6 separate regions of the Mus musculus genome follow, and all the other regions are linked to region 2. A link is a contact called in public Hi-C and HiChIP or PLAC-seq data. All regions are on one chromosome and are shown on one strand. Each heading gives the region's core, a stretch centred on a gene start, on an enhancer-like site or on the middle of the called end of the contact. The rest is flanking DNA. Distances are from core to core; before and after follow the strand shown.

Region 1 (4,321 bases), core at 1,185-3,684, 440 kb after region 2:
AGAAATCGAACCTGGGTTGTCTAGAAGAGCAGCCTGTGCATACAGCAGTCAGCCCTAAGTTATCTCCCTAGCTTCTCCTGGTGTGGGTTAAGTGCTTATAAAAGGAAACTCATGCTTGCCTGGCATGGACAAGGCCCTGGTGTGATCTACAGCACAGCCCCAAATCAAATATATACGCACAGATGCAAGTGCATGTAAGCTAATCTTGAATTCCCAATGGCCCTGTCTTAGCGCTCAGGAGTAGTTGGGATTGTAGGGACCACTGTAACAGTCACTGTGAGTGAGTGTACACTGCAGAAAGGCTTGCTGGATATGGCTGTGGTAACCAGCCTGTGAGACAGTCTCAATGGACACCTATCTAGTAGCTATATTCACATTGATGTAGTTCCTTTCCATACTGAATAATGGTTGATCTAGCTAATAAAATAGGTGCTACAGAAAAAAAAAATATGTCTTAAAGTAACCTGGCATACGGGAATTTTCCCAAACACTGGGTAATATCTGAGTCGCCTGATCATCGCTCGCAGGCACATACATGGGATGTGGCGGGGACACATACACACACTGGGCAATGTATTGATTTCAGATGCTGGGCTGGGGAGAGAATTCATTCAGTTAACTACTCCGTGCCTGTAGAAGACCGGACCAGGCATCCCCAGGAGCCAGGCTAGGAGGCGCCTCTGTAACATCAAACCTGGAGGCAGAGGCAGGCGGATCCTGGGGCACTCTGGTCAGCCAGTCTAGCCACCAGTGGGCCTAGCCAGGCAGTCTACCCAGCCAGTGAGCCTGGTTCAGGGACGAAAAATTCCATAATGAGAAAAGTCCTTATTTAAAAAAAAAAAAAAAAGTACTCTGAGTCATGAAATAATGAGAAAACCCATAAAACAGTAAAATTGAATAAGTTTTTTACAATGAGAAAAAAAAATTAGGCAACAGCTTCTGTTGGAAAGTCAAACAAAACTATCCAGAACTCTGTTACTCGATGACCAAGAGCAGCTCCACACTGTCAGGACCAAAGGACCTTTGTAAAACAATTATTCCCCAGAGCTTCACTGTTAGGGAGAGCAGGGCTGGGAATACTGGTGCACCACTCTTAAGTTCCTGTTTAGCCAGTGTCCAAATTCATTTGAGTCAAGCCTGATTGGCTTCCAATTCAATACCTCAAGGTGCAAATCACTAGAGTGAGTCTTTGCCCTGAGTTACACAGCCAGCATGACAATAGAACTTGAGCAAAATAAGCCATAATTAATTAGCAGAAGCCTGAAGAGAATGTAGCCAGTGGACCTTCACATTTATTGACTGGATTAAAAACCGTTTAAATCTATTAACCAAGAAGACTTTGGACCTCAGATAATGATGTACTGTTTTAATCATAAGGTACATTTATAGGGTAAGCAGCTTTCCTTAGCAGGCTATTTGGATAATACTGTCAGGTAGTTCTATGTGACCAAACGATTTTTAAAATATTGATCCTCAATAAGTTTCCATGAAGGTTTTTCTCTAACGTGGAGGCTATCATGAAAATCATCCAAATAAGTTTTTACAAAATTAACATAAATATTGAAGTGAACTAGCCTGAACTCTGATGTTTACTGTTTGACATTTTGACCACAATTTCCCAGTGTATGCATCCCTTATGAACACATGTGAGTTCCAGCTTCATAAAGGCTAACACTGAAAACACTAACCATAAGTCTACAGAGATGTCTTAGAAACCCATTAGTGCTAATATTTCTATATTAAAACAACTGGAGTTCCACATTTACTTGAGGCATTTTAGATTTATTAACATTATTTTAAGGTTTATATGTTTAGGAAAACATTTCAGGTTGTAGGATCGACCTGGAGGAGATTTAGTCTCTGTCTGCCTTAATATTTTTAAGCTCTTACCATTTAAGCCTTCAGTGACCTTAGCTCAAGTTTGTCAAACTTTTGCATATCAGTTGTTCATTTTTTAAAGCAATAGCCAAGGTGTGAACTCTGCCACTGTGGACCTGCCTAAGTAAAAGATTTGAAAAAATAGAATTCATTTCTGAAATGAATAGCAGGTACTGGGCAGGCTGAAGTCAGAGGACAGCTAAGCTCAGCTCTGCTCTTAAGAAGGAGGAAGTGTGCTGGAGTTAATGACTTGATACTCAACTGCGCGTGCCGACTAAAATGCTCACATTTAAGTGTTCTTTGGGGAAGGCTTTGGTTGGTGTGACTGTGGTTCGAGGAGCCGACACCCACACTTTCCTGCTCTTCCCACTCTGTTTTATAAACAGGTTTAATTTTAATGTGTTTGTGTGCACATGAAGATGTATAAAGTGTGTGCAAAGGCCAAAACGGTCATCAGATGCCCTTTGGCCATCAGATGGACCTGGAGTTACAGGTGACTCTGAGCTTCCTGCCATGAGTAATAGGCATGGGATTCAGTTATTTGTTGTTTTAAAGGTAGCAAGCATCCTTCACGACTGAGTCATCTCTCCAGCCCCGGTTCTTCACATTCTCAATAGTTTCTCATCCAGGCATTCCCATGGATATGGCCCAGATCCCACAAATGGGGCTTTGTACTTTTATGTTTTGTTTTGTTTGTAATGTTATAAAAAGGCAACTCTTTTAACAGTATTTGAACAGTACTAGGCCACTGAGTGATATGAGTTGTGATCATTTGTGCTCTCTCAAAATTGAAACCCAATTTCAGATGTGTCCATTCAGTTTTCCAAAGTCCTTCACAAAGTCACTGCTAAGAGAGAAAAAGGCACCATTTTTATTGACTAAGTGACAGCCAATGGCACACCCCATGCTTTTACTTAAAACACTTGACACACCATATCCTTGTTTTGTGATAGAAGAAGAGGTGAATTCTTTAAGACCTAATTTCTTGGCTAAAGAATGGAGTAATTAATGATTGCATTTAAGAGAACTGCCTGATAACTATAAAATTCCCACATACAAATTAATGCTTACATTAAAAACAGAGTAAATGAATGCCAGGTCAGGATGTTAGCCTAGACCTTCTGAATATTATCTCAATGGCTTAGGCAGAGCAGACTCGCTGACTAGTCTTTACTAACATTCAATATTTACTGTCATCAGGCATTGTTGACTCTGGCTACTCTTTGGTTAGTATTTTCCTTTTTAAAGCATCCTGGGCTATTCTATCTCTGTACCTTTGTTTAAGTGGTTTCTCTCCACCTTGTCCTTGAGTTCATAAATCTAAATATTACTTAGTGTCCCAAACCTAGGCTCACCTTCATGCTGTCTCTTTCTCCACTGAAGGTTTTCCAAACCTTGACCCTGGAGATGAGTGGTTCCCTTCAATCTCATTCTCCCAAAATGGCTACACCAGTCAGGGTCTGCTAAGTACTACACATACCAGCCTGGTGTATACTGAGTTTCACCCACTTTATTAGATCATATATATGGAACATTTCCCTTCTGTACAGCATAAGTTTAGAAGCTGGAGATATAAGAGAGAACAAAACAGATCTGTTCTCATGGACATTATTTTCTTTTTGTTTTATTAGATATTTTCTTTATTTCCATTTCAAATATTATCCCCTTTCCTGGTTTCCCCTTTGAAAACCCCTATCCCTTCTCCCCAACCCTGCTCACCAACCCACCCACTCCCGCTTCCTGGCCCTGGAATTCCTCTACACTAGCGCATAGAGGCTTCACAGGACCAAGGACCTCTCCTCCCATTGATGCCTGACAAGGCTATCCTCTGCTACATATGCAGCTGGAGCCATGAGCCCCACCATCTGTACTCTTTGGTTGGTGGTTTAGTCCCTGGGAGCTCTGGGGGGTAGTGGGTGGTTCACATTGTTGTTCCTCCTATGGGGCTGCAAACCACTTGAGTTCCTTGGGTCCTTTCTCTAGTTCTGCCAATGGGGACCCTATGCTCAGTCCAATGGGTGGCTGAGAGCATTCACCTCTGTATTTGTCAGGCACTGGTAGAGCCCCTCAGGAGATAGGTCTATCAGGCTTCTGTCAGCGAGCACTTGTTGGCATCCATAATAGTGTCTGGGTTCAGTGACTATATATAGGATGGATCCCCAGGTGGGGCAGTCACTGGATGGTCATTCCTTCAGTCTCTGCTCCACACTTTGTCTCTGTAACTCCTCCCATGGGTATTTTGTTCCCACTTCTTTGGTCTTCCTTATTCCTGAGCTTCATGTGGTCTGTGCATTGTATCTTGGGTATTCTGAGCTTCTGGGCTAATATCTACTTACCAGTGAGTGAATACCATGTGTGTTCTTTTGTGATTGGGTTACCTCAGTCAGGATGATATTTTCTAATTCCAAACATTTGCATAAGAATTTCAAAAATTCATTGTTTT
Region 2 (4,067 bases), core at 29-2,528:
ACCTGGAGGACAAGTGACCTCCCTGCAGAAATGAGGTCTGGGGATCAAGACAGGAAAAAAAAAAAGGTACAATCTAGGTAGGAGCAGGAAAGGACCTGGTAAGCTGATGTTTGTAGGAAATACCACATGCATCCTGCAGGGGGCACACTGTGGCGTGTCCAGCCTAAGAGGACCTTGCCTGGCTTTTCTGAGGCCTGGTGCTTAGGGGACAATCCAACCCTGCAAATGCTGTGCAGTCGGCACAGTGGCTGGGCACACTGATGCCCGGGGGTCCCCAGAGTCTACTCCGTAATGCTTGGGAAACAATGACATCTCTATACCCACAATGGTCTCAGTGTGGGCCCCTCCTCCCACAATGGCCCCTTTCAATCCCCCACCATGAGCAATTGCCCCAAGTTTAACAGCCTGTGTTAGGGGGGCACCAGGCACAAAAGGAGGTGCTTCCAGGTTCAGTGAACATTTTACATCCATTCATCAGGGAAAAGACAAAAGCGACTCCCCACTTCACCTCAGGCAGGGCATCTACCCTACCAAAGAGCAACCTTTGTGTGACTGGGGGGCGGGGGGTGTCAGGGAACGCACTGTTTAAGGATGGTTGTGCAAACATGCTTTTGGATTATTTTTGTCTCCAACTAAAGGCATCTACATAAAAATGGGGTCCTTTTGTCACATAGGAAGGACCAAGCTGGACTTTGCGGGGGGGGGGGGGGGGGGGCAAAAGGCGTAAAAGCGTCCAAATAAAGATGGAAAAGGCTAGAGGCGGGGGCTCTAAATTACACTCTGGAATCTTTATTAGGAAAGTGGGCCATGTTTTCCTTTCCTTTACATTTTTATTGGGATTCACTGCGACTTTTATTACAGAATCTAGTGTTGGCTTTGTATACTGGCTTTAATTACTGAGTACCCTGCCAGCCACTCTTGACCAACACAGGCTGCTATGGGAAGCTTTCTCAGGACCCAAGCCTGCCTCTCCTCCTTGCAAGAGGAATCTGTTGGTGTCTTGACTCCACCAGTCAACAGTCAGTATTGCACTAGTTGATGAATGAGGCCTCAACTTAGTTGGTTACTTGAGTTACTTTGGGGACAGCTACAGAGCATACAAAGTGCTAATATTTGAAATAGTCTAAGTCATCCTTCCCTCTCAGAGTGACACCCACCCACCCCTTTACCCTGCCAAGCTGGATTAGTCATACTAAACATAGTCTGCTCCCAACCAACTCTTCAAGCTTTGGCAAGCAGGGCCCAGCTGACATTCCCGGCCCAGTTTAACATTACATAATGAGGACTTCTCTCTCCTTGTGGGCCACAAGTCAAAACAAACTTGCTGAACTCAACCCAGGGCATCAGCCTGCTTCCTGGTTACAAGACACGGGACTCTTAAGAGCAGAGTAGAGCTGTAAAAACCACCAGTGAACTCCAACGTGGTCAACAGCCTCTCAGCCAACTTGGTGATCTCTCTCCTACTTCCTCTCCCTGATGCTGGGGGTGAAAACTGTTCCAAAGAGTCCTTTTTCAGATCTCTGAGATGTTAACAAATCCCAGAAAGCATCACCCTAAAAGAATTCCCAAACACTAGGCCTTGGGGAAAGACAGAAGCAAGAACAAACTAATGTCCATCTCGTATAAATGGTAAGGGTGTGGTTTCTGTAGCCTGAAGCTCACAGCAATGCTCCTGTTTCAGCCTCCTGGGTGCTGGCCTTACAGGCATGAGGCAGCCTGTATGATAGGTTCAGCTAAGTGTTGCTAAAAGCACAGTCGTTGCTTGCAAGATTTCTAGTATTCCTTATGGAAAAGTCCTAGGCTCCTGCTTCCCGGTCTCCTTTCAGCAGAAATGCTTGGATTAAAATCCTCATGAGCATGGAAGCCCCTGAGGATCCCGGGCACCCAAGAAAAGTCATGATTTCCAGAGAGAAATATGTGACTTCACACCAGACACTGGATTCCACACATTTATCCACAGAGGACTTTTGGCTTCTGCACAGAACTTGGGTACTACTGAATGACATTCGAGTGTGCGGAGAACTGGGAGTGGCCGGGTCGGGTGGGAAGAGACGAGCAGGAAGGTGGATTTCTGCTGTGGGATGCTATGTGACCTGGTAACAAAGCCTGGGAGTCTTACAGCCCATTTGCTCTATCTGGGTCTCAGTTTTCAAAGTTTAGAAAGAGGCTGACAGAGTAGGGTCCTGTTGTGAGTCACCACTTAGCAATCTCCAGCGACTACTGTGAACAAGTTAAAATTACTCTGGCTATGGTTATCCACTCAAAAGCCTGTGCTTTTAGGTCACTGGCCCATTCCCTTGTCTTGAGTTATTTTATCATCTTTTCCTAGGAGTCCAGGCCCAACAAATCGCACACCAAACCTGTTGGGTAACATTCAATTTAGTACTATCTCTCTGCTATCTGTTTATGCACAGGGCAGGCCCTGATCGTCTCCCCGAAGCATCTTTTCTCTTTTAATCCTGGAGACAACATTTTTTTAAGTGACTGAGAATAGTTATTACAAAACCGATGACTAAGGCCTCATAGATAGCCCTCCCTGATGTGATTGGATCCTTGTGACCAATCACCTCCAATCCCCTGCTTTCTAAGAGCATATGAGGCCAGAATGCTCTGCTTACCACCTCATAGGTCTGCTTCTGATAGGCAGGTATGCGCCTGGATCAGTGTGGGCTAAGAGGGGAGGAGCAAAGATTTGGTGTTAAAGAGGCAAGAGTGGACATGGAGTCAGAAACCACTAGATTGGGAAGGTGGTTCAGTAAGACCGGGGCCAAAAGAACCATGGTTGCTGCAGAAGTGTAGATTTGGAGAGGCAGAGAAATGGGCCTTGTGGTAACCAGACTCTGTTCAGAACCATTGTCCTGATAATTCCCAAAAACCTGAAGGGGAGCTTGCTCGCTCACTTCAATGCAGCTTTGTCTGGCAGCTTCACCACCAAAACTACTCACACTGAGCCAGTTCACACTAAGCCAGTTCACACTGAGCCAGTTCACACTGAGCCAGTTCACACTGAACCCATTCACATGGGGGGAGTGGGGGGAGGAGGAGTCTGACTACCACAGAGCTCAGAATCCTAGAAGCTGATAGGGTGTTCCTTCTGGCAATTACCCCAGACAGGAGCAGCCTCAGAGCAACGAAGAACTGAACTCAGTCTAAGGCTTCCAGCTAGAATCCCTTCTGCTCACATCCTTCTCTTCAGGATAGAATCGTACCCATGACTGGAGTGCTAAATGACATCCCAGGAACTAGAGTCTTCCCTGGGGCTGCAATCCCTGTCACACACATCCCTCTGTCGTGTGGATTTTTTTTTTTTAATTTACAGATTCACATCCACACTTGTGAGGAGGTCTAGCCTAGACAAGCAGGATCTAAAGAGCCACCGGTGCCTTGTGTCCCCATGAGCCCTATGCCTTCTTATGTACCTAAGTCCTCATCTACCAAGCTCCAACAGTACTGTTCCATGTGCCTAAGAATCTGATGAGGGAACCAGGCCCCAGACAGCCAGAAGGATAGAATAGTCGCCCAAGCTTTCAAATCATGTAGGTGAATCCCCAATCTCTGGGGCAGTCAGGAAAAAAATCTTGGTGTTAGAAACACCAAACTAAGTTTTATAGGCACCCTGGCATATGTATTTGTAAGCCGTCTGTAAGACCATCAGGGCACTGTGTTTTTTGATCTACAATTGTAGAGTCACTATGCAACACCATGGGGAAAAATCACCCCTGTAGGGGAAAAATCATTTCTTATATAGTGACCTGAAAGGAAACAGTAAGAAATGATAGACTTGTAGATTCAATGAGTGTTGCCTAAGACTCCCCCCACCCCATCCCACCTCTGCCCACCTACCCCACTCACCCTGCCCCTGCCCCTGCCCCTGTCTCTTGATACCCTCCCTAGTATCCAGATGAAAAGTATTAAGTTCAGGCATTGCTCCACAAAGGGATCTTGGCCTATGGAGATGAGAAGAAGAGCATAAAAAAATGTGCTTGCCAACAAAGCGTAAACTTAAACAAGTCAGGATGGCACGATGAGGCTACCCCACCGGAGTCATCGCAGACTGGAATCAAACC
Region 3 (3,931 bases), core at 1,396-3,895, 330 kb before region 2:
ACAGCAAGTTGGAGGCCAGCCTGGGCTGTGTAAGACCTTGTATAAAATAAAAAACAATTGAAAGAACATGGAGGGGCGGGGGAAGAAAGAACAAAAGGAAATTTGAGAAGTGGGGGAAGGGTTGTCTGGATTCTTCCACTGACTATCCTGTCTGTGCCATTGACTTGAGTCATTGAATCTTCCTGAGTCTATTTTTTTCTCACTTGAAACATGAACTTGTTGACTTAGGTGATGTCATCTGTAAGTAGGTGATGTCATCGGTAAGTAGGTGATGTTATCTGTAAGTAGGTGATGTCATCTGTAAGTAGGTGATGTCATCTGTAAGCAGGTGATGTCATCTGTATGTAGGTGATGTCATCAGTAAGTAGGTGATGTCATTGATAAGTAGGTGCTGTCATCTATACCTATCGATGAACATTCATAGGTACTGATTTATCATTTGTTTCATTCCTATTATGCAGGCAATATTTTACTAGTTTCTTTAATCCAACTTATATAGATATGTCCTCTCATATTTAATAGAGTTGCTTCCATACAGATGGGAAAAGTATGCTTAATGTCTCTAGAGTAGTATGGCTTAGCACTATAAATTGGGATAATTTTTCCCCAGTGTTGACAAATTCAAATTCTGTATACAGAGGTGTATATCTGTCTATGTCTATGTCTATGTCTATGTATCTATCTATCTATCCATCTATCTACATATATATGTATGTAAAAATCTAAGGATTTTTACCACATATCATGGTCACCGTGGAGAATGTCTTTTTTTCTCTGTACAAGGCTGTCACCATAGACTTGGGATCCTTGGCTGAATCTTAATCCGGTGGTAAAGCTCAGATTCTATTTTAAGACATGTAAATAAATTGTTGGTTCACAAAAAAAGAAAAATAAAACCCACCGAACTTGGCTTTTTTGGTGAACTTGTTTGTTTTGCTTCCTGAGATAAAACTACATACCAGGAATGTGTAAGCCAATGAGTGAGTTGAGTGTGGAGTTGGGTGGGTTCAGGGGACTAACAGGCACTCGGGGATAGGGAGGGGCCAAGCTTCCCATAGATGCAGTTTAGAGACCCTGCATCCTCGGCCTCCTTCCTTCCGTTGCTGAAGGAGCAGGAAAGTGTCTTTGGACCTGGCTATGAGCGTTTCTGTGAGCGTGACTCACAAATAACTAGTTCTACTCTTCCTCCTTCTGCTGTGAATACTGACTCTTAGCAAATCCCGCCCTCCTGAAGCACATAGCCAAATGAAGTCCAGAGACAGGAAGTGACTGTTTCAAACTCGTACCAGAATTACTTATCTGAACCAAGTCCATTGTACCAGCCAAGACAGACTAAGTCGTGCTAACGAAACAACAGCTTCCCAGTGCGGGAACACACCCTAAGAAACATAACGCTTTTTCTCGGTTTTTATTTGTGGACATACTCCAAGTCCATCCCATATTGGTAGCGGGAATCATGGAGCCAAGTAGACTGATGGAGCTACCATCATATCAAATAGTCCGAATTTCAAACAGCCGAGGAAAGAATTTCGGATGTCTAGCTTCAGATGTGAAAGGCACATGGGTCATTTCTGCGCAAAGTCATTGGTCAATCTAACCACAACCGGAGTGGGAGGAGCTGTGTCTGGAGGAGGGTGTTCATTCTCTTTACTCCTGTCCTCTAGTACTAGCTGCTTCATTCTATCTTCCGGAAGGATGTTCCGTAACCCACAGCCGGCTTTCCTGGAAGATGTAGTGTTCTTCCTGGGGATATGGGGATGGGAGAAACAGACAGCCTATATAAACTCCAGAGCTAACCACAGGAAGCCCCGGACCAGCTACATGTGCGCTGTGGACCCCGCTCTGACACTCGGGACCGGGCACCCTTTTGAGTTTCTCCCTTTTTGAGCTATGGGCCCAGCAGGCCTGGGGCAATGTTTCAGGAGAGGTCTCTAATTTTTGTATCTAGCATCTGCTTCATGCCTAAAGAAGTAGAGTTCTTGGACCCTGCTGTTGACCCCCGGGGGAAACTAAGTAAGCAGTTTGATACCCCATTTTTCTTAGTCCCAGGCTCTCTTTTGTGTTACATAACTGTGGTTGTCAGGTTCAATCTGATTATTTCGCTGGGTAGACTAGCAAGCGTTTGGATGAATTGTCCCTTGCCCCTAAGCTCAAATGCTCATATTTTCAGTTCAGTGCGCAGAAGGCCCTCACAGGGTCCAATCTGGGTTTCTTTTTCCTTTTCTTTTTCTCCCTCCTTCCTATTCTTTCCCTCCAGTAATATTCACAGCATTTCCCATTCTCTTTTGGAAGCAGTCTCAGTCTGTAGCCCAGGCTGGCCTCGGACTGGCGCCAGTCCTCTTGCTTCAGCAGCATTCATGCTGGGATTACAGATGACACAATCACGTCCGGCTTTCCAGTTTTCTGTTTCTGTCATAATTTATCATCCTGTTTCCCAACCCCTTCCTTTAGAGACCTGGTCCCTGTGGATCTATAACTTCTAGGAGAGCTGGGGAGTGGGGGTGGGGGTTGAGACTGTGTGTACCAAGTTCAATTTCCACACCTTGATGGTTTTACCCAAGGCAGCCTCCATGGGCGGGCAGAGCAGGAGTGGGTGGGCAGACCTGCTCATTCATGGCTCTGTGATTGCGAGTGTGCAACCCTGCAGCCCTGAGTCACACTGACAGATCGCCTGTCTGGACTTTGTTTATTTAGAATGCTGCAGACACCCAGAGGCTGAGGATGAACAAGCATCCGAATGTTATGTTGTCACAATGCAGTCTCCTTGGGCATATCAAGTGCCAGCTCCATCTAGAAACCCAAGGGACCACAATCTGGACTCCCTAACCAACAGGTACAATCATTTCAGATCAATATTTTAGTGTGGTATTATCCAGTTTGTGATCAAAGCTTTCAGAGGCTGAGAGGAATTCTCATGTCCAATCTGGAATTCTTAGAGCCTCAAGTCCTCATCAGGACAGGCTGATCTGTAGGCATGTTTGGGTTCTGTTGCTTTTTTCCTGAGCTGGGTCCAAGATGTTGCCCTAGATGTGAGAGCCTCTCCTTGGCAGACTTTGACAGAGCATGCTGTCAGAAGAGTCCTAAGAATTAAAAGAGGGTTTTCTTGTGTTCTTTTCAGGAAATAAATGTAAAAGATTCAAAACTGTGTTCACACAAATTTTCCTCTGCTGATGTCCAGCTGGGGAAAGATGGGAGAGGAACAGAGAGAGAGAGAGAGAGAGAGAGAGAGAGAGAGAGAGAGAGAGAGAGAGAGAGAGAGAGAGACCTGGGCTTGATTTGCTAAAGGATGGAGCTGGGGACCACCTTGCTCTGGCCTGGAGGTGCCACAAGATGGCAGCATTTCTGAATCTTCTCAGTGCTCAGGGGGCCAGCCTGCAGGGCACAGGGCTGCCTTGGCCTGACCTGTCTTCCCTGCATTAAGAAGTATTAAGAGGTCCAACCAGAACATCTGCTTGAAGGGCTGGATATCCACAGTCCAGCTCTCTCAACAACATCAACTCAGTGGCCATGTGGACCCTACATTGGATTGACTTAGTTTTTTAAAGAAACTGCCTTTTGGCCAGCTGTTGTACAAAGCTAAGGAACTCTGGGGTGCATTAGGAAGCACAGCCTTTGAGCCTCAGTCTGGGCACTGAGGGCTCCATCAACTGTCTGGCATCAAGGCCAGAAGCCCTGCTCTTCCAACCTCCAACACCAGGATCTAACAGCCTAACAGGCAGTTTTGTCAAGGCAACCCTTCTTGGTGTGTATCCTGGACAGCTTACTCACTTACTCGCTTGTAAATCAACATTCATTTGGCAACTTTTGAGCCAGAGTCTCCAGGGAAACAGAGTAAAGCTCTTCCATCATGGAATCTGCATCTCGGATGTGCCGCTGGAGGCCAAGTTCATGAAACTTTGTTGCGAAGGGTCTTGTAGGGTGATGACTGGGA
Region 4 (4,286 bases), core at 914-3,413, 260 kb after region 2:
CAACCCAGAGGCACATGCGGAGTTCTGTGTCCTCCTTATGCACATGGGACCCTGGCCAGGGTCTTCCATGGGGAGAGGCGTGTGGGGCTGAGTCAAGCCTCCACTTGGGCATTTTTAGAGGAACCTTCACAGGGTCCCTGTGGCTGGGAGTGGAGGATGACACCAGGTTGCCGTTTTGGTGGCATCCTTCCCTCCCACCCTTCCTTCTTCATGGGTGGATGGGTACTACCCATTAGAGTGGTCCATTCCCTTGTGGCCCCTAACAGGACGGGTTCCCTCTCTTCCTGACAGGTTACAAAATGATCACCATTTGCTGACACGTCTTCCGCAAAGCTGCCTGAGTAGCCATGTCCGCTCCTCTCGCAGAGATGAATGGTGTGCTCTGTCCTCATTTATCATAGGAGGCTCTGTGAAGAAGCTGTCTTGTTTATTTCTTCTTGTCCCTAGAAAGCCTGTGCCCGGCACTAATTCTTCTGTGATGACAGCTAATTCAGACTTAACAGGCCATATTTACCCAGGGAGGCAGGAAGGAGTCTCTGTCCCACTCAGTAAGTAAATAAGAATAGGATTCCAGTTTATTAAAGTGAAGCTAATTAGGAACGCTGGCTGGACCTACTTAGGCATCCTCTAACATTCAAGTTGGTTTTTCTCCTTTTCTCTGGGAGGGAGACAAGTCTTTGGAATGGTCCCCTCAGCTCCCATTATGCCGAGGTCACTGTTCAAACCTCTGTTTACCCCACGTGTCAGATTTACAAAACAAATCAGGAAACCGAATCTCAGCAGTAAAGCAGATTCAAAGCATGAAACTTAAGGTTCTGCCCTAGTGACCTGACACGGTGTGTGACTCTCAGTGTGGTAGTGTGTCCCACCCACAGTGTGGGATGAGGGCCGCAAGTGTCCGATGGACAGGCAGGATGGGTAACTATGGACGTCACTAGTTGAGTCTGGAACATGGTAATAGAGTAAGCACACCGGAGTCCCCAAGTCCCCTGGCTTGTGCAGCCATGTCCACTGGCATCCTTGTCACCACGCCCCTGCGGCTCTGATGGATCTATTTGTAGTGACCGTGTAGAATTCATCTCTGAAGCTTGGACATTATGCTTTAGGTGTGGCTGGCACGTGGGAGCGGGGCAGAGAACTAACTTTCCAGGGACTGTGACGACCGAGCACGGCCTTGGTCGGTATAATCCTCCCATGCTGGGAAGAAGGCAGAAGAGATCCGGGCAAATTCCCTTGGCACGAAATGTAAGAGTAGGGAAGGATGGAGGTCAAAGTTGAAACGAGCCCTAAAGATGGAGCCACACGCTACAGTGACTCCTGAGAGCAGCCCTGGCTCTTCTCCCAGAAGGAAGAGGAATGACTGGCCACCCGGGCCAGTGTGCGCCGGTGGTGGAAGACATTAGTGCTACTACAAAAAGGGATGCCAGACATTTGAGATGAAGGGCAGAGGGCAGAAGGAATTAGAACACCCAGAGACCAGGCCGCCAGCCTAGATTTGGACTGTGAAGTGCTTCAGCAAATGTGTCTCTCTAGGGACAGAAAATGACCCGCCTGAGTGGACAGGGCTGACCCAGAAGGGAGAGGGGACATAACGGCTGGCAGTGGCAGACCCTAGCTGAAGAAGCTTGGGGAACAGCCGCTGCCCACTGCTGTTGGCCAATCCTGGTCACTCTGGGCAACAGAACTGAATGCACACTTGTAGAGTTGGGAGGAATCAGAAAAGCCGGCCAGGTCAAGGAACTCTGCTAGTGAGCCAGAAAAGAACTCTGGGGGCAGCCCCAAGTAACTTGCTGTTAACTCTGGGTAAGGGGCCTTGATGTTTCACCAGGCCAGCAGCAAACAGTCTTAATATCCCTCTTGAAAATGCAAAGTGTGTTTACCCAGTAAATAATTTAAGAAAGAGTATACACTTGAAAGAAGACGTCCACGGAACCAGCCAGGCTAAATCGCCTCCAGGCAGAAACCCGTGCATCTGCACGCTGCATTTTATCAAGTGAGCACACTGTGGCTTTAAAAGAATGCAGAGGCAAATTAAAAGGAATGTGGCCCGAAACATCAAGAATTCTCCAAGTTTACATTATGAATCACAGTGCTGTTGATAGAAGACGAATTAACCATTTACTTTGAGGTTAAACTCACACAGTATTATTGAAAACACTGATCCTTCTGTTGGAACCCGGGGAGCAGTTAATCTTCCATTGCCCGTCTCCTCCCCTTCTGGAAACTGCTCCTGTGTGTGGCATGCAGAATTACAGAAGGCTGGTTCACGTGAAGGAGGCAGGTGGCTCCCTCATCTCCTCCTGCGTGAGGGGCATTGGGGACCGTACCACCGAGGGCACTCTTCAGGGAGCTTCTGGAGATGTCCAGCACTCACTGCCCTGACCTAGTCCTTGGTGGTGTGCATTGGCATGGGCACGTGGTTGACTTTCGGTGCTCTATCCTCTAGTGGGCTTCCTATCCCCATATTTAGATGTAGAGCCTGAACCTTCCAGAGACTGCAGAGACAGGACACGGGACCTGCACCCCATTGCTATCACCTGGACGGTCACTGCCCCGTGGCCTCTCCTGGGTCCACAGAATATTTGTTCAAAGGTGATAGGTGTGGGGATTGTTTGTTACTGCAGTATGACAACTGCTCCTCTCAGTCAAGGGGAGGGGCCGCCTAGGTGCAGTGAAGTGTGGGGTGCACATGGCCCAGCAGCCATGGTCTAACTATGGCTTGTAACGCCTTCCTGGATTGGATAGCATGGATTGTTTTTTAAATATTTCACGCTACGCCTGGTGATTCAATTATTGTTTCTTTATCTTCAAAGGTTGGTTTTTTTAAATACAGATATTAAAATCACATTTGTTCATTTACATGTTTGTTTACTTGTGTGCACGCCAGTGTCCGTGTGGAGCCCAGAGGACTTGTCTCTTTTCTTTCACTGTACAGCTTTCAGCCAAACTCAAACTCATAGGCTTAGTGGCTGGCACTTCTACTTGCCCAGTCACCTTGCCAGCCCAAAGCTGGGCTCGTTTTGCATCCACTCAGTCACGGATCTTCACCTGGAAGGGCAGGGAGCTTCTTCAGCAGAGGCGGCTGCATGTTCGTGGGCAATGGTGTCTATGAGCACTTGGCAAGCTGCTCGGCCACTGCATCTGGACAGGCACAGGTAAGGGTCGTCTGCAGCATCCCATGCTGCCCTGGCTCCAAAGGTGGAGGTGTGACCTAAGCCAGACTGGCCAGTGTGCTCACTCTATTTCCCTGGCTACAGTGACTGAAGCCAGCTAGCAGCCATTTTCTTTGCATGAGGAAGTCAGCCTAAGAAACAAGCTTGGCCATGGAAGAGCAGACAATTAGGACCCCGCCCTGAAAGCATGATCAACCTCTATAGCAAGCCACCCTTCCTTTGAACTTTGATTAATATGAGAAAATAAATTAACTTCATTTTTTCAATACTGCCTGATTTGGGTCCTATATTATTTGTAACCAAAGAGCACTTCGGGTTGAGTCACAGAGCTTCCTCACCGGGGCTTTGATCTATGGCGCCCTCTAATAAGGGCTTCCGGACTGGGCCAGCTCAAGCTTGGATTTCCCTGCTCTTTGCTTCCCACTATGCTAACCACACAGGTGTCTGATTTTCTGTTTCTGTGAAGTTTTCTCCGGTAGAAAGTGGCCCTTCCACAGCCCGAATCTCTTTTATCTTTTGTATCTCTCGGACATAGAGCTTGGTAGAGATGTTAAAAAAAAAAAGAGTGTGTTGGTGGTGTAGGCAACCAAAGATCCAGCTACTTGGGAATCTGAGGCAGGCGGTCAAGGTCATGTGCGCCAAAGGGCCTGAGGATTGAGGTCACCTGGGAGACAGCCTGTGACCTTGAAGGGGTTCTTGCACACAAGCACAGCATAAGGCTTAGCTACTGGCCACTGTCTAGTAAGGATGACGGCAGCGCCCTTGCTTGTACACAAGGGTTGGCACAGCTTGCACCTTCCCTTGAGCCTGCCTTGGGGGTGGGCTCCGTCTTGGTTCACAGGCAAGTCCTACCAATTAAAACTCTCTGTTTCTTGCACAAACAAGTGTTCGAAAGCTGGCCTGACACCCAAACCACAAAGCCTGCTGGGGATTTCCCTAGAGAACCAAGGGAAAAAGTCTAGTCCCTCTCTACTGGGTCTGATTGCAGGGACAATGGTGGCCTACTGAAGATGATTCTAACCGTAGTGCTGGAGAGGAGCATGTCTCCTGCCAGTGGACCACAGGGTCAACAGACAAAGAGAAAGAAATGAAGACATCGTGTCAATTCCGGGT
Region 5 (4,381 bases), core at 1,125-3,624, 280 kb after region 2:
AAACGGTTGAAGATGATCTAATTGTCAAAGCAAAGATTTAATGCACTGGCCTTTTAGAGGAATCATGTGAGCACACACTTACAGACCAAAGGGACATTTTCAAACTCCTGGTTATCCTGAAATGGCTCAAAACAGGTCTGGCTCCCCACACTGGCTTCTATGAGTGTGCCTGAGTCTCTATTAAGCTACTGGGCTATGAAAAGACAGGAGGTCTACGCTGTAGAGCCTGGTGCCTTTTTGTTTGTTTGTTTGGTTGGTTTTTTAAAAGTCACTGCTAAGTCCTGCTGAGCTTATCTGTGTGTCAAAAATCTAGTCTCCATAAAAAGATAACTCAGGTGGCCACTGGTTTACAAGCTCAAATGCCACCTCCTTAACTTTCCAGAACAGAGCTATCATTTCCCACTGCTCATGCCCTGTTTACCCCACTGAAAGGATTTTGACCCACAGGAGACTGCCTAGTGGACAGAGATAGCTGGCCCTGGCAAGGGAAATCCCTGCAAGCGCAATGTGGTTGTCTGTACTGGTACTGTGGTGTCTCGAGTCTGGTTATGATAAACATGACCACTGAAATGAAATGAAATGCTTCCTTTGCAAACTGGGATGCTTGTTGTCATTCATTCATTCATTCACTCATCCTTTGTGGTGATTATTAATGGCTTCTCTTAGGGAAGTGTGCCACTAACTTCCTGAACTTCTGTTGCAGGCTTCTCCCTTCTTCTGCCAAAGCTTGGTCATCTTGCTATGTCACAAAATGCTGGCATCACAAAGGTGAACTTTAGTAGACCAGGATTTCTTCATTTAGATGAAATAGCAAACAACCCTCGAAGCCACAACGAAAAAACCTGATAAGAAGACACTCACGTCTCACAGTAGCCTGCTTGAATCAAATGTTGGATGGTAGTACTGAATAAACTATACCTTACTTAAAAAATGTTAGTTACATGTATTTTATATGTGGGAGGGGAGGGTGGTATAAGAAGCTAGCTTGTGGCAGTTGGTTCTTTCAATCTATCACATAGGTCCTAGCGACTAAGTGTAGGCTGTCTGGGTGGCAGGCCCTTCACCCTTTTCTTCACTTGCTGGCCTGGCACTGATTTCGTTCTTAGGAACAGTGAGCACGCTCTGCTTTGCCGGAGGATGGAGAGCGGGTGGAGAGGCACACGTGCCCGGCCGGACCTTCCGTTAAAGTGACTCACACTGCAAGAAAGTTTGAAAAAGCTTCTCGAGTTTCATATTTTGGCATAAATTTCCATATGATTCATTAAAGTAAGAAAGAGTGGGAAAAATTATCAGTCTTGCACAGAATACTTTTAAAACACACACACACACACACACACACACACACACACACACACACTGTGAGAGATTTGCAAAACGTCCAGTCTGGGTCACTGGAGACCCGTGGACAACTGGCTTCTGTGTTCCCATTTGGGTCTGACTCACTATGGCAATGTCACTCATCAGGAAGGCGCAGAAGACAGACAACAGCTGGGAGGCATTCTCTCTGTGCACAGAGTTCAGGGACACACAGCGAGCTGAGCGGACCATCTAGTGCTTGGGCGCAAGAGCCTGCCCTCCCTCACATCAGCCCTGAACCTCAACTCTCTGAGGTTGCAGCAGATGTTAAAAACTAAAGTTGAAACCTTTAAGCTGTAATGAAGGAGTTCACAGGGCTTGTAATCCCAGTACCCCACCCCATCCTCCCTCGATCCTGCTGAAAGTCTTCAAATGGTCCTCGGCACTAACGCTGCGCAGCCAGCGCGATCCTGCTCAAAGTCTTCAAATGGTCCTCGGCACTAACGCTGCGCAGCCAGCGCGTGTTGAGCACACTGATCTGCCCATGATTCCCCTCGGCTGCTGTAAAACAATCTCACTCCCCCGGCGAGTGCGGGCTGCGGCAACAATGCGGTTATTGACTTGTTGCTCTGGCTCTAGTTAGTTATTACCCTTGGGGCCACAATCAATAGACTTTGCACCAAGTCTGCCTTATAAATCCCAGGCTCTCACTGGAGGCTTGCCAAGGAATGGCAAGAAAAATCTATGGCAGGGAAACACTTAGAGAGCAGAGACTGAGAGAGCCACACTGACAGCTGTATAAATTAATTAACAAGGAACTGTTTATTCTCCCAGATCACGTGACACATTTGCCACCAGTGAAGAAGGCATGGATAGATTCGGAAAGTTATCCGGTGATATTTAAAACCCACAAATTGAGCCGCATGTACAAGAAAGACCGGCGCTCTGTGTAACTGTTTCTGCCTTTATCCTGTTTTAATTACTCTGCTCAAATTTGCCGCCTTTGCACTAGTTCTGACCAGCCTTTTGTTCCCAGTTTGTCTGCACTGGTGTGGTTTGCCTTGATAACAACCTAAGCTCGGGGCTGAAACAGTCAACATGGTGAAAATAAGGTGTTGATCATTAACCTCATGGGGCTTGGGCTTCCTTCGATCCTCATATCCTTCAGGTACCTCAGCAACGGAGGGGATGACTTTACAGAGAGAAGTTCTGAGGGGCTGGGGGAAGAACTCTGGGCTGAGATCATGCATGGCTGTGTTCTAGGGCAGTTCTTTATTTAAGTAAACCATACATAGATCTGGTGGCAAGGGGACCAGTGTTACACTGTCTTATGTCACCTTAAACTATGCTTCGTAGCCCACAGACAAAACCATTGTTTTACATGGGAATAGATCAAGACAACCCTTAGAGCCTGTGTGCGCACACACACACACACACATACACACACACACACACACATATTAAAAAATAAAATTGAAGGTAGTGCTATTAGAAAAGCAATCTTCAAATCCAGTTGTAGGACCCCCTCCGCACTCTCCTGCCAGATGACCAGCATTTGCTGAGTGCATGTTAAGGACAAGACAGTCGAATAGTCCTGGCTGACTGGGACACAGCCAGCATCATTCCCATGGGTGGAAAGCTCATTTCCTTGTTTTGGTCTAGCCTGGGCTATGCCAGCCTTGTTGCATGGTAACACACTCCTGTGAACACAGAAGGGCACCACAATCCGCATAAACATACTCTATCAATTTGATGGGTCCTCAGGTTCAGGGGAGTCCTATACATAACACATGAAACTCATTTGCTTGTGGGACTTCTAATTGTGTTGTTTCAATAATTTATGACCTCTTATAAATGGTTTCCAGGCAATAAGATTTAATTGACTCACGACACTTCCAGGTACTTCCTATGAATCAGATCAACTGTGTCACTTGAAAAATGGAAGAACTTGACACCATTGCCTGGAACTTATTTCTAAGTCTGCTCACTGCAAGTGTTTGCCCTCAGATGGACTTGGGCTCCCAGGCACAGTATGGCTCTTGGCTTGGCAACCGTGGTTACCACAGGACTTGGCCTTTGCTATGTCTATGCCTCTCTCATTTTGAGAACTGAAGTATTGGTTGATGCCACCGGGCCTTGTCTTAGTCATCTGAGGATAAAGTCAGTTCTCTCTTCTTTCTAACTTCTGCTCCAAGGCCAGGAGATGGCAGGGGCGTAAGAGACAGACGTTAGTTATACTGCCCCACTGATGGTTAGATAATCTCCTGAACACATCTGGGCGCTGTAGAATCACATGCTCTGAGCTCCCGTCGCATGGAAACGATTAATGTTGGAAGAGGCGGAATGCTTACTACCCTGAATTCATTATTACACATCGCACACATGTAATGAATGATCAGACCACACTCCATGGAGATGCTCAAATGTTACGCCTCAGCTGAGAAAGGGAAAAAACACTTTACGCCAAGGATGACATCTGGGAGCTGCTGGGAGATTATGACCCAGCCAGTTCTGTCCTTGTTGCTCCATGTCCTGTTAGACAATGGCCACATGAACCCAGAGTTCTCTTTCTTCCTTCACGATGGTGGCTTTACAAGTATCTGTATGAACCTTTACCTCACACCATATCCAAGCATGAACTCTAAATGCATCAATGGCCAGCAAGAAGGACCCACAAGTCTAAACCTCAAAGAAAACAAAAGAAGAGCTCTTTCTGTCACTGGTTTAGTGTCAGTTCCTTCCGCAGGACACCAAAGCAGAAGCAGCCAAGAGAAAACAACTTGGTCTTTGCCATAAAGAAAAGCTTTTAAATAAATCTAAAAAAAAAAAAAAAAAAAAAAGGGCTGGTGTGATGGCTCAGTGGGTAAGAGCACCCGACTGCTCTTCCAAAGGTCCAGTGTTCAAGTCCCAGCAACCACATGGTGGCTCACAACCATCCGTAACGAGATCTAACGCCCTCTTCTGGAGTGTCTGAAGACAGCGACAGTGTACTTACATATAATAAATAAATAAATCTTTAAAAGAAAAGCTTTCATGAAGACAAGAGAAATGAGGAGTGGGGGGGGGGGGTATATCTGTAAACCAT
Region 6 (4,167 bases), core at 109-2,608, 410 kb before region 2:
CTTATGGACAAGCTAATAAGCAAGGCTGTAATTTAATTCCATTCCCTCAGGAAACACCCTGAAAGGGAAATCCAATTCAAAAGTGCTTAACTGGATGCAAGAAGTTTACAGTGACTCCCACCCTCTCCCATCTCTCTTCCATGCCTCTTCGTCAAAGGGACTGTGCTCTGATTTTCATAGGGGACTTACGCTCAGTTTGGGCATTTTCTCGGAGTAGAACTGACTCTGGGGTGGGGATTGGCTTCCCAGTAAAGAGTTTGCCTAGCACACAAGATAAAGATCTTGGGTTTGATCACCAGCAGCACCACAAAGAAAAACAAAAGCAGAAAGAGCTACGGTTTACTGGAAGCCGCCATGTCTGCAACCTTTTGTTGCCATGACCTCTACCACAAGAGCAGTTGGTTGTTGGTGATTTCTTGGAGGCTTGGGGCGGGGGGGGGGGGCGGTATTATTATGGCTATATATTCCTCAGTTATGCTGTGACAAAATCAACACTGTTTCTGGCTCCAAGGCTCAACACTCAAGCCTCGGTCCATAGCCAGTGTGTTCCTTGCTTAGCTAGGCCAGCATCTCTATTATTCATTCAACCCAAAGGTCTCAGAGCCCTGGCCAAAGTCCCTCTACAGCGTTTCCCTTTCTGGCTCACCACAAGCTCCCTGGGGCCCTGGCTCATCTTCCCTGTCTCATCTACTGTGGTCATGGGAAAAAGAAGAGTAAGTATTAGCCATGGAGCTTCTCCACAAATCGAAGGCAGCTAAGTGAACCCTCTGCTGGGTTCATTTCAGCCACCAGGGTATCCCCCTGAGGTCAAAGCTCAGGAGTCCTTATGTCAGCCCCAGATAATAGATAATCTGACATGTGAGCTAAGGCTGAGACCCTAATCTAGTCTCCTAGGGACAGGACTTCTCAGAGGATTTCCGAGGCGCATGCCAGATTTCATCCACGATACAGAGTACTTGTGTGCCTTAGTCACCTCTGTGGGGACGAATTCATGGAGGCTTTGCCACAGAGTTCATATCACACACATGTCATTGTAAAACTGACTGCCCAGAAGTCCGTGATTCAGCCTGTTTTAGCTCTTGTGGTCAGGACACACACAACTTGGCAACACCAGCCTTTCCCAATTTAAGATTTCCCTTGCTTCTAACCCAGATGGTTTGATTTTTGCTAAAATCCTTAGAGTCTCTCAACCAAAGAAACGTGAGGTGACCACTTACCCCAATGACTGACTTCCCCACCAGGGCGATTAGCAGCAGGACACGGAACACCAACATCCTGACAAATATCTGTGTAGTTGAAGGCCTCTCTGTTCTCTCCCTCTGCAGTTTCTCTTCTTGTCTATTCCTTTGGGGTGGGGGCTGGGGGGTGGGGAATGTCAGTCTCGAGGGATTCCGGAACGAATGGAGAGGATGCAAATTATTAACTAGGCATCAAATACTGTTTAATGTTTTGCAAACCAACTATCTTGATTAAACAAATGGCAACTTGGGGGTTGGGCAGAGTCAAGGGGTGCCTTGTCTTAGGCAAAAAAAAAAAAAAAAAAAAAAAAGTCTCCAAAGATAGCAGACAAAATAAAGAGCCGCATGGCTTGTGGGTGCAGGTAGGAGCTAGGGAATGTTCAATGCTGTAGGTCTGGATGTATGGGCGGCGTCTTAACCACAGGATAAAGGACTCCAGATCGGACAAGAACCTCTGCCACCTCTGAGATTACTGCTAGATTTCTGATCTCCAAATCTCAAGCAGAACTAAGACATGGACGGGCTCCTAATAACATCCCACTTTATATTCATGAACGATAAATTAAAGAATGCCAAACTGTTATTGACAAACATTGATCCTGGGCCCTTTGAAGTGCTGCCCACAGCAGCTTGTTGGCTTCAAAAGTTTTCTTTTAAATCTCATTACATAAGGCTTTTACTTTTAATTATTTCCCCCCCTTTAGTTGGAGACTTTCTTTGACCAGGGGGAGGATAAACAGCCGTGGTTCTCATCTTTGGGACAATTGTTCCCACTGCTCCTTACCTAGCAGCACAGGTTGCAGGCAGGCTACAGAAGCAGAAATGACCTGGGAAGGATAGATTCTTGTGGACTCAATCGATCTCAGCTAGAGCGGATCCCACGCTCCTGTCTGTCCACAATAATCTATGTATAGGCTCCAGCAATCCTCCAACCTGGTTCTTCAATGTAGGCTTGAAATGGTGCCAAATGACTCGTGCTTGATGCTTACGTCAGCCACCCCACAGGTCACATGCACTCACGGTGCTCAGCCAGAGGCTGCTCCTCCCTCTGGAAGCCAGTGACCATGGTGGTGAGCCCCACAGGCCCTGTGAAGGAACCTGAAGTCAAAGCCGCTCACTAGATGGGTTTTGCTATGCAAACTTCACAAAGCTGTCATGAGGAGAACATCTACGATCCCATCAATATCTCTTCTCTCTCTGCCCCCTTTGATGGAATGTTCATGAGGCTGAGGGAGATGAAGAGTGAGCTCCTAAGATAGGTGGACACTCAGTAGATTTAGGTGGGGGACATGAACAAGTAGGTGAACAATCGGTTGAACAGTTGGGTATTTGTCTCAAGATGAACATCCCAGGAGTAAGTAGGAGCAGATCCGTGTGAAGACCAAATTGACTGTGAAAAAGCAGAGAGAGAGAGAGAGAGAGAGAGTGTGTGTGTGTGTGTGTGTGTGTGTGTGTGTGTGTGTGCGTGAGAGAGAGAGAGAGAGAGAGAGAGAGAGAGAGTCTGGCCAGCAAGTGTGTGGGATCTTTCCTGTCTCCATCTCCCCATGCTGAGGTCACAGGTGTGACAGCCATGCCTAGCTTTGCTGTGGGTGCTAGGGATCCAAATTCAGGACCCTTTACCTACCAAACCCCACCCCCCAGGCTTCGAGCTTCATTCTTAAGGAGCAGGTTGAGATTGGAAAGGCAAATCAGCTAACTTTAGTTGGCGGTAAGCATAAAAGATGGAGAAGCAGTCAGTGGAATAGAAACCACACAGGCAGAAGCTTTAAGGAGACAGGGAGGTGATGGTGGGAGTTCAGTGGCTCACTAGGGTGTTCTGAGGGTGCTGGCTGTGGTTATGTGGTGGTAAAGCAAGGCGAGAGGCCATGAGAGGCATCCCCAGCGTCCCGGGGTTGAAGGTGAAGCATCTGCAGACAGTGAGGGGAGAAGCGGCAACTCTGATTCACCGACTCAGCATCCCTGTTTCTCTCCTGTTTCGTGCACTAGTGAATTTCACTTGGTGGAGACGTTCCCAGAAAACAAGCCAGAGGCTTCTCTTCCTGTGTCAAAAGGACCCGAGCAGGGCATGTTCGCTGCTCATCTTTGCAACCTGGACTTGTTTCTCTATCGGGCCATCTTTCCTTAGTTAAAAACAAATGAGGCAATTTTTCACTTTTTTTTTTGTAATAACTACAGGTCTCCAATACACTGCTTCTTGTTTCCCCAAAGTTTTATCATTATGATAATGTGAACTGAATACATTTCTACACTACACTCTCTAGAGATAATTCTCTATAAGACAGGAGATTGGCTTACTCTGTAATCTCTGCTTATCTGTGGAGTTGAAACAGAGCCACTGGGAGACCTGATTTTGTCCCTTGGCGCTCTGTGGTGGAGGACTCAGGTGTCCCCACTGGTCTGTGTTCTAGGCACTGGGTGTCAGGGTCTCATGTGTTGGGTTACATGCCTCTCAGTGGAGGCCTGTCTTGGACAACAAGCTTGGGAAACTGGTTTCCACTGAGCTGTTCCTCTGTCTTCAGAAAAGACGTACTCAGAGTCCCGGCCAGGAAGAGTCCTTTCTGATGTGCCCGGGACTCCTGTTAATAGAAGCCACATGTCGTGACTGAATGGACATGACTCATGTTGGTTTCTTGTCTTCAAAGCCACAGTCTTCTTCCTGCTAAGCCTTCAGTGTGGAGAGACAGCAGCCTGGGAGAGATGGCAGCCTGGGACAGAGACATAGCAGCCTAGGACAGACAGATAGCAGCCCTGGACAGACAGACAGCAGCTTGGGAGAGGCAACAGCCTGGGGGAGACAGAGAATAGTCTGTGAGGGACGGCAACCTGGGAAAGACGGCAGCCTAGAATCAGAACAGACCTAGGGTCTAGCCTCTTGGCCACACCTACCATGTAACTTGGAGCCAGTCATCTACCTTCTCAGAGCTTCAGC

The links. HiChIP or PLAC-seq counts read pairs in DNA pulled down with a chosen protein or histone mark. A called contact is a pair of places that touch in the nucleus more often than the background predicts.
Region 1: a FOXA1 HiChIP or PLAC-seq map of pancreatic cancer cells shows a contact between it and region 2. The contact joins two enhancer-like sites. A contact is called at or near these places in 1 of 15 datasets of contacts at CTCF or cohesin (large pre-B cells), 2 of 484 Hi-C or Micro-C datasets (bone marrow-derived macrophages and nephron progenitors) and 6 of 115 datasets of contacts at active chromatin or transcription factors (bone marrow-derived macrophages, embryonic basal ganglia, embryonic midbrain and 3 more).
Region 3: a CTCF HiChIP or PLAC-seq map of the NIH/3T3 cell line shows a contact between it and region 2, with 5 read pairs. The contact joins two enhancer-like sites. A contact is called at or near these places in 2 of 15 datasets of contacts at CTCF or cohesin (the G1E-ER4 cell line and the NIH/3T3 cell line) and 13 of 484 Hi-C or Micro-C datasets (3T3-L1-derived adipocytes, the Ba/F3 cell line, CD4 T cells and 5 more).
Region 4: a contact with region 2 is called in a FOXA1 HiChIP or PLAC-seq map of pancreatic cancer cells. The contact joins two enhancer-like sites. A contact is called at or near these places in 1 of 15 datasets of contacts at CTCF or cohesin (large pre-B cells), 5 of 484 Hi-C or Micro-C datasets (B cells, adipose-derived mesenchymal stem cells, embryonic fibroblasts and 2 more) and 3 of 115 datasets of contacts at active chromatin or transcription factors (acute myeloid leukemia, embryonic basal ganglia and pancreatic cancer cells).
Region 5: a Hi-C map of muscle stem cells shows a contact between it and region 2, with 2.1 times the contacts expected there. The contact joins two enhancer-like sites. A contact is called at or near these places in 5 of 484 Hi-C or Micro-C datasets (adipose-derived mesenchymal stem cells, bone marrow-derived macrophages, liver and 1 more), 5 of 115 datasets of contacts at active chromatin or transcription factors (embryonic limb bud, embryonic midbrain, extraembryonic endoderm stem cells and 2 more) and 1 of 9 other capture datasets (embryonic stem cells).
Region 6: a CTCF HiChIP or PLAC-seq map of the NIH/3T3 cell line shows a contact between it and region 2, with 5 read pairs. The contact joins the promoter of Habp2 here to the enhancer-like site in region 2. A contact is called at or near these places in 9 of 39 promoter capture datasets (the 3T3-L1 cell line, the HPC-7 cell line, HPC-7-derived erythroid cells and 5 more), 1 of 15 datasets of contacts at CTCF or cohesin (the NIH/3T3 cell line) and 2 of 115 datasets of contacts at active chromatin or transcription factors (acute myeloid leukemia and embryonic basal ganglia).

What each region holds. Positions count from the first base shown.
Region 1 is chr19:55,438,689-55,443,009 of GRCm38.p6, reverse strand. The region is part of intron 5 of Vti1a (vesicle transport through interaction with t-SNAREs 1A); the gene reads right to left. Among named protein-coding and RNA genes, the nearest start is that of Vti1a, 120 kb to the right of the region's middle. Within about 2 kb of position 2,434, at least 31 of the 459 cell types and tissues checked have an H3K27ac peak or open chromatin away from gene starts, as enhancers often do. A contact at or near this core is called in pancreatic cancer cells and trophoblast stem cells, where this site is marked.
Region 2 is chr19:55,873,917-55,877,983 of GRCm38.p6, reverse strand. The region is part of intron 5 of Tcf7l2 (transcription factor 7 like 2, T cell specific, HMG box); the gene reads right to left. Among named protein-coding and RNA genes, the nearest start is that of Gm52391, 62 kb to the left of the region's middle. Within about 2 kb of position 1,278, at least 104 of the 459 cell types and tissues checked have an H3K27ac peak or open chromatin away from gene starts, as enhancers often do. A contact at or near this core is called in 3T3-L1-derived adipocytes, the NIH/3T3 cell line, embryonic limb bud and 3 more, where this site is marked.
Region 3 is chr19:56,201,370-56,205,300 of GRCm38.p6, reverse strand. No RefSeq gene overlaps it. Among named protein-coding and RNA genes, the nearest start is that of Gm32028, 26 kb to the right of the region's middle. Within about 2 kb of position 2,645, at least 28 of the 459 cell types and tissues checked have an H3K27ac peak or open chromatin away from gene starts, as enhancers often do. A contact at or near this core is called in 3T3-L1-derived adipocytes and the NIH/3T3 cell line, where this site is marked.
Region 4 is chr19:55,618,543-55,622,828 of GRCm38.p6, reverse strand. The region is part of intron 7 of Vti1a (vesicle transport through interaction with t-SNAREs 1A); the gene reads right to left. Among named protein-coding and RNA genes, the nearest start is that of Gm41871, 80 kb to the left of the region's middle. Within about 2 kb of position 2,163, at least 40 of the 459 cell types and tissues checked have an H3K27ac peak or open chromatin away from gene starts, as enhancers often do. A contact at or near this core is called in pancreatic cancer cells, where this site is marked.
Region 5 is chr19:55,591,029-55,595,409 of GRCm38.p6, reverse strand. All of the region lies in intron 7 of Vti1a (vesicle transport through interaction with t-SNAREs 1A), which reads right to left. Among named protein-coding and RNA genes, the nearest start is that of Gm41871, 110 kb to the left of the region's middle. Within about 2 kb of position 2,374, at least 80 of the 459 cell types and tissues checked have an H3K27ac peak or open chromatin away from gene starts, as enhancers often do. A contact at or near this core is called in embryonic limb bud and muscle stem cells, where this site is marked.
Region 6 is chr19:56,285,103-56,289,269 of GRCm38.p6, reverse strand. It overlaps Habp2 (hyaluronic acid binding protein 2), which reads right to left and starts at 1,358. Exons shown (of 13, transcript NM_001329935.1): 1 at 1,218-1,358. The coding sequence starts at 1,274. It overlaps Gm32257 (a long non-coding RNA gene), which reads left to right and starts at 600. Exons shown (of 5, transcript XR_877947.3): 1 at 600-713.